Linked DNA regions of Sus scrofa: region 1 is linked to region 2. The links are chromatin contacts, called in public HiChIP or PLAC-seq maps. All regions are on one chromosome and are shown on one strand. Each heading gives the region's core, a stretch centred on a gene start, on an enhancer-like site or on the middle of the called end of the contact. The rest is flanking DNA. Distances are from core to core; before and after follow the strand shown. Region 1 holds the start of MYBPH (myosin binding protein H). Region 2 holds the start of TMEM183A (transmembrane protein 183A).

Evidence for each region. HiChIP or PLAC-seq counts read pairs in DNA pulled down with a chosen protein or histone mark.
Region 1: an H3K27ac HiChIP or PLAC-seq map of skeletal muscle shows a contact between it and region 2. The contact joins the promoter of MYBPH here to the promoter of TMEM183A in region 2. A contact is called at or near these places in 1 of 47 Hi-C or Micro-C datasets (skeletal muscle) and 1 of 2 datasets of contacts at active chromatin or transcription factors (skeletal muscle).

Annotation. Positions count from the first base shown.
Region 1 is chr9:113,881,035-113,884,439 of Sscrofa11.1, reverse strand. MYBPH (myosin binding protein H) reads left to right here and starts at 1,945. Exons shown (of 10, transcript NM_001033014.1): 1 at 1,945-2,226; 2 at 2,334-2,468; 3 at 3,171-3,338. The coding sequence starts at 2,016.
Region 2 is chr9:113,711,771-113,715,066 of Sscrofa11.1, reverse strand. TMEM183A (transmembrane protein 183A) reads right to left here and starts at 1,986. Exons shown (of 8, transcript NM_001243927.1): 1 at 1,805-1,986; 2 at 1,520-1,609; 3 at 551-718. The coding sequence starts at 1,913. LOC100513809 (alpha-1,3-mannosyl-glycoprotein 4-beta-N-acetylglucosaminyltransferase C-like) reads left to right here and starts at 2,076. Exons shown (of 4, transcript XM_021063626.1): 1 at 2,076-2,132.

The DNA of each region.
Region 1 (3,405 bases), core at 696-3,195, 170 kb before region 2:
CACATAGGGATCTTTGAAACCCCAGGGTCTGTGAGTTCTCCAGGGCAGCAAACCCCCACCCCCTTCCCCTGGCCACCCTCCCCCATCCTGGGACAGGCTCTGCAGGGCTGACTCAGGGTCCTGCAGAGTTAGTCACATTCACTTATAGCTGCAGAGTCAGAGGCCAGGGATGGGGATCGGGTCTCCAAGGCCCGCCCCCTACTGGGCAGGACATTTGTCATCTGGCAAAGGGCATAGGCACCCAAGCGGGGCAGGATCTGGAGGCTCCCCAGGCCCTCTGTGGCCTCTCCTCAACAAGGACAGCAGGTGGTAAGATGTGGCCACACTCCTGTGCCCCTGGCCCCAGGGAAGGGGGAGAAGGTATGTGTGGCTGAGGACCCTAAATAAATTCCATGTGTATTTATTTTTCAGTTGTGAGCTATATCATCCATGCTGAAGAGTGCATAAAATGTATTTATTTAATTGAAAGAATTCCTTTATAGTGAAAGCCTGTGTAACCATTACGCAGGACAGGAATCAAGACCTCATTAGTGGCCCTGAGCTCCAATCACATACATCCCCGTCGCTGCCCCCAGAGGCCAGCACTCTCCTGACTCTCCCTGTCTTCTTTTGTAGAGATGCCCCTTGAAGAAGAGAGCTGGTGCCGCCTGTGTGTGAATTGAACACGAGTGGGAATCACACCACTCTGTGTGTCCAGCTCCTTTTGCTCCCCATTATGTCTGTTAGATCACCCGTGTAGCTGAAGCTTTTATTCTAGTTTTGGTTTCTAGGTGCAGAGACACTGCACAGTTAATTATGGATCCCCTTGTTGAGGGAGGGCTGCTTTCTCCAGATTTGGCGACTGCAGACAACACTGCTGTCAGCATTGGCATGTGTGTCTCCTGGGGTGCAGGTGTGAGGGTTTCTGGGGTGGGCCATAGAGTTTGAACATTTTCAACTTGACCAGATGCTCACCCACTTTTGTCCAAAGAGAATGCTCCCATCTACACTCCCACCAGCAATGGGTGTTCTCGTTCCTCCCCCTCCTCCCTAACACATGTTATTTTCAGGGTTATTAAATCATCACCAGTCTTAACGTTTTACTGGATGAATGACTCAATGACTAGCAATTTGGTCCTGCCTGCCTCATTTTCCCCATGGCATGTACGTGTCCATGCCATGCCCTGCTTTGAAGCCTCTAGAAGTCTCAGAGTGCTGTCCTCCTCCAAGTTCTCTTCCAGATCTTCCTTACGACTTTATTCCACCCTCAAGGGCTAGGTGGGGGATTCTCACGGTGCTGTCTTTAGCAGAGAGGGAGACCAAGGGCCAGGCCAGGGGTTGGGGAGGCTGGGTGACCAGGGGACTTAGTTTCCCTTCCTGGGGTCCCATTGCCCTAAGATCCTCCTCCAATCATCCCCGCCTCAGGCATCCCAATGCCCTCCTTTTCTTGGCCCTCAACCTCACACAGCACAGGTGAAGCTCCTTGGGAACGTGAGGACCAGGGAATTGTGGGAATTCCCTGGCAACAAAGCAGGGAGTGCTCTCTGGGGAAGCCTGTTTCAGGCTGTCTGGACCCCAGCACCCAAGCTGAGAAGCCTTGAGCACAAGGGCCCCACAGAAGCCAAACATGCAGAGCTTGATCTGGGTTTATTCTCCAGATGAAAGCTCTTGTTCCCAAATGCCCTGACCCCTGGCACAGGCTCCCGGCAAGTCCCATCTCACCCATCTGTACCCTCCTCCCATCTGGGCACCAGAACCCCAGCTACTGAGATCCAATCAGGGTGATGGACAAGGTCCCGTGCTCCTCAAGGGACCCTTACAGTTCCTCCCCCAGAGCTATTCCTGGCTTAGGCTCCTCCCACGCTCTGGTCCCCCTGCCTGACCTGACCCCACAGCTGGGAATCACTTGCTTGGGGGTGGGGCAGCCCCCCTGACTATATATGCCTGGACCTAGGTGTCCCAGGCACCCTGGAAGCACAGACCCTCCACTGCTAATCCCTGCACACTCCAGCCTGACCCCTCAGCCAGCCCCAGCAATGACAGGAAAAGCCACCTTGGAGGCCCCCGACTGTGGTCCAGAGGAGACTGCCTCTGAATCTGCAAATGTGCCCGCCACAGAGCCCTCTGGAGAAGTGGCAGCTCCGAAGTCTACGGGGGAAGAGCAGACTCCCAAGCCACAGGAACCTGCCCCTCATGTACCTGCCCCCGATGCCCCAGCAGCCAGTAAACCAGCACCTCGGAGTGAAGGTGACAAGAGGGGGGACAGGTGGAGGAGGGTGGCAGGCATGGCAGGGAGTGGTGGGTGGAGAGCTTTTGGCCATGAACCTCTTCCCCTTCCCCTGCTTCTCCCTCAGATGTCCCCAGTGCCCCGCTGCTGCTGGCCGTGGAGGACGTGGGTGATAGCTCGGTGACTGTGAGCTGGGAGCCCCCGGAGTGGCTAGGGAAGCTGGGTTTCCAGGGCTACGTGCTGGAACTCCGCCGAGAGGGAGGTGAGCTCTGGGCTGAGCCCTGAATACACGCAGGGAGGGGGGATTGGAGGGCAGCAGGGACAAGCCCCCAGTTCTGCAGTTGGGTCAGTCCAGGAGGAGGGATGGGAGAAGCAATGCTTTCAACCCACTCACCCAAGGCTTCTTGCTCCACCAATGCCCCTCTGAGAGCAGGAAGATGTCCAAACCACCTAAGGAGGCCCCTTGTCCTTGAGCTCCCGAAAGAAGAGTTGGGGACACCGGGGCACAGCTCCGTGAGAACGAAGGCTGTGCTAAGTCTCACAGGACACTGCTTGGGGAGGGCAAGCAGAAGGCTGAGAGCAGAGAAACTGAGGGGGAGGGCTAAGTCAGAGGAGGAGACAGTGAAGAGAAATAGGCAGCGGCGGGGTCTCTGGCCAAATTCCTGATGCCACTGTCCTGCTGTCCATCTCCATGACAGTCAAGCTCAGCCTGGCCTCTGCCTTTGCCCCTAGCTTGCTGTGTGACTTGGCAGATGTGTCCAACTCTCTCTGGTCACCACTTGAGGGCTCTAACATCAGGTGTCTTTGATGCAATTTAACAATAAGAGGCAGGGAGGGAGAGCGTTGGGAAATGCAGGCTCCAAAACTTCAGCTTCCTCCGATCACCATTGAGAAGGGTGGCTGCACTGAGAAGGGTGCCCACGGCCATGGAGCCATGGCCATGCACTCTCTTCATTTCCCTCAGCCTTGGAGTGGGTGCCTGTGAACACCCGGCCCATGATGGTGACCCAGCAGACCGTGCGGAACCTGGCTCTGGGTGACAAGTTCTTCGTGCGTGTGACTGCGGTGAGCTCTGCAGGGGCTGGCCCACCGGCTGTGCTGGATCAGCCTGTCCACATCCAAGAGACCATTGGTAAAGCTCATCCCTTCATCTTCTTGCACCGCACCCCTACCCCCGCCCCACTGCCAGGATCCTTGTC
Region 2 (3,296 bases), core at 737-3,236:
CAGACAAGGCTCGGACTGTGTGTTGCTGTGGTTATGGGTCAGTGGCTACAGCTCCGATTTGACCCCTAGCCTGGGAATCTCCATATGTCGCAAGAGTGGCCGTTAAAAAAAAGATAATTATAATAACTGCAGAGTACTTAGAAGTCCGTGATATCAAACTTTAGCTGAAATGAAACTGGTCATATACAATTCACATATTTGGAAAAAAATTTTTGTCACAACTCTGCTTCTTTACCCATTCAGAAATCCAGAAATGCAAAAGGCTTTTTGTTTTCATGTTGCTACATGGGTTTTACCCGATCATGACATGTTCTCAATGAATGGCCACTATAATCAAGTTCACAGTTCCAGAAATCTGCTATTATCAATCTCCTCTCCTCTCAAATTTAGACATAAATAAAATTCCCTGGTATATAAAAGTCCTGTCTCACTACTAAGATCCCAACTCTGGTTCTCCACTGGTATTACCTTTTATGCTACTGAAAAAATGATGACTTCAAGTTATTACCACAGATAGGATTAATAATCCAAAAGACAGCAGGCCCTGTACCTTTGTGCCTCTTGCTTTTCTTTTTTCTGCAGACAGTTCTCTCATGGATGCTTTCCTCCTGGGCATCAATCTCATCACTGCTGTCGATGATGTCACAAGGCTCACCAGCCCCAGAAAGAGCTTCCACTGCAGGAACCTGGGAGGCTTCCAAGCCACAAAGAGATTTTACTAGAAGAAAATAAGAAGAGAATGAAATGGCAGAGTTCCATGGCTTAGGCAGGATATCAGCATCCATGAGGAAAAGGAAAAAGGAAAAAAAAGCAAAAGCAGTTTGAAAGCTAGCTAAAGAAAGCTGAGAATCTTTTTTAAAGAGTAGCTTAAGTACAAAAAAATTGGAAAGCAATGGGCAAACTGACTCCAAAATTGCATAAACTGCTTCAGACCTGAAGAAAGAAAGTGAATTATTCTTCCATTCTGCAAGGTAAAAGTAAAAGGTCAATGCTATTTTCAATTTGCATAACTTCTGAGAAGCAATGCTTGAGACGAATTAAATCCAATTTAACCCTATTCCTGGGCTGAAGACATTACATATCATAAAAACACAAACCTCAAGTAAGAAGCTGAAAGTAAGAGAAGCATGGGCAAAGCAATAGTTCAAGGTTATTACACTAAAAAGCAAACTGCAGAATTAAATGGAGAATATATGTGAACTACAGGAAAAAGATTAATAACCCAGAAGAATGCAGTGGAAATCACAGAAGAGTTCCTTAAAGATTTTATTTTATTTTTAAAAAGATTTTATTTTTAATGGAAAGATGGAAAAAAAATATTTCTGCTCTAGAAACTCCTACTGCTCTTGGTAATATTTCCCCTTCTCTGAATATATGAGTAACCATTTAGAAGAGCAAACACGTTTGCAGGAAGAGACCAAAGGACTGCAAGAAAAATACCGAGGCAGGATCCCAGGAAAATAAAACACCAATTTCTCTCTTCACTGCCTGAGTCTTAAAAGATTCGTCGGAAGCCTACCTTCCTGCTGAACAGCATTGGCGACGGCTTTCTTGACCCTTCCAGACCTCACGACGGCCGGATCCGAGTTGGCATAATCCGCCACGGTCACTGAAACACAGCACCAACCCTCAAAGGAGGATGCCTTCTCTCGTCAGCTTTCTCCCACCGAGATTTCCTGCTCACTCCAAGTCCCCAGCCCTGGCCGCCCTCCGGTCGCAGGAGCGCAAGCACTCGCCACGGCGCTGTCCTGCCCCCCACCTGCCTCCAGCCCCAAGCCTTTCAAAGCTTTCGCCCCCTCCCTACCTCGCCCAGAGCAGGCGTCTTGGGCCCGGAACTTGAGTCGCTTCCCTCTCTTGGGCATGGCGACTGTGTCGGGGCGAGGCCGTGTTAGTGGGCCAGGACCCCCGGCCATGTTTCGGGCCAGGGAGCAGGATCCTGGAGCCAAGGGCCAAGTCCGCCCGGCTCCGCGGCCATCCCCTCCGGAGACCGCAGCTCTCGCGAGGACTTAGGCTAGGGCTCCACGTCGCGTTGACCGCCGACGCCCCTCTTCAGAAACCAATCACCAATCTGGTCTGGGGAGTACGTCATCATCCAGCGGCTACAGATCAACCTGCGTCTGGGTTTTCTTTGGGTAGGTGGCTGCTGTTTTGGGCAGTGTGGGATTTTGCCCTTCCTTTTGTGAGATGATTTGGTGTCTTAGACCGGAAACCTACATCCGCATTGATTAGAATTGAGTTTACAGTCAGGTCTCTCAGGTTTCACTGCTGCTGCTGCTGCTGTCCACACTTCAGTTTCACTTCAGTACCCCCAAAAGCACATATATTTTCATCTTCGTGTTACATCTCCCAGGCCACATAGACCTCCTGCTAGTCCAACACGGGCCTTTAAGAGTCTTAACTCCAATTTCTTATACAAAAGATAAAATTTCTGAATTCTCAAAGTTGAGGGAGGGGTTCTTAAAAGTTTATTGATTTACCACTATCCACCAAACTAAATACTAGAAGGATGGATGAGGAAAGGATGGTTATAGAACTGTGAGGGAGCAGGATCCTTGTCTAGTGTCACCAGGATAAATAAGTTATCATGTGTCCTATGTTAGGTTTTGTGTCATAATTTCATTGCAGCTTCCTGAATGTGCTAATCTTGGTTTGAGGAGCATGGTACTTATTTAGGGACCAAGACTCCTGATGTTGGAGAGATAGCAGTGGATGATAGCTTGAAACGAGATCTTAATTCTCTCCTCAGAAGTTGAACCTGGGCAGCCTGCATGAAAACCAAGAATTCTAGTTACTAGACCAGCTAGAGACTGAAAGCAGAATTGCCCTGATTCTTGCTCCCTGTTGAAAGCAAGAATGTTTTAAGGAGGCAAAGACTATAAAAGCTGGTATAAAGTTTATTGTTAGAAACGCAATACAACATGTGGGAGAGCACAGAGAAGTAGTCCATTTATCTATGGCAGAAGCAAGGCAGTAATACATACCCAAAGTAGGAGTGTGTGTGTGGACATCCCCTGCCCCCAGTGAGGAGTGCACCAGAGAGATGATTTAAATTGCTTATTTAGGACAGTTCTTTAGCGTCTTTGCTTTCCTTTGGCTGATTATCTTGTTATATTTCTCACACCTTACTGGACCTTCCCCAGTTGCATGCTCATCTTTTGGTCAAGATGGATTCTAAAGCAAAGGGTTCTGGGATGGTATCAGGACTTATTATGACCTGGCACCCCCCTTCCTTTTTGACCCCCAGGAGTCTTTATGCACACGTGAAATTGAGGAGGTCTCCTTTACCCCAGGAGTGA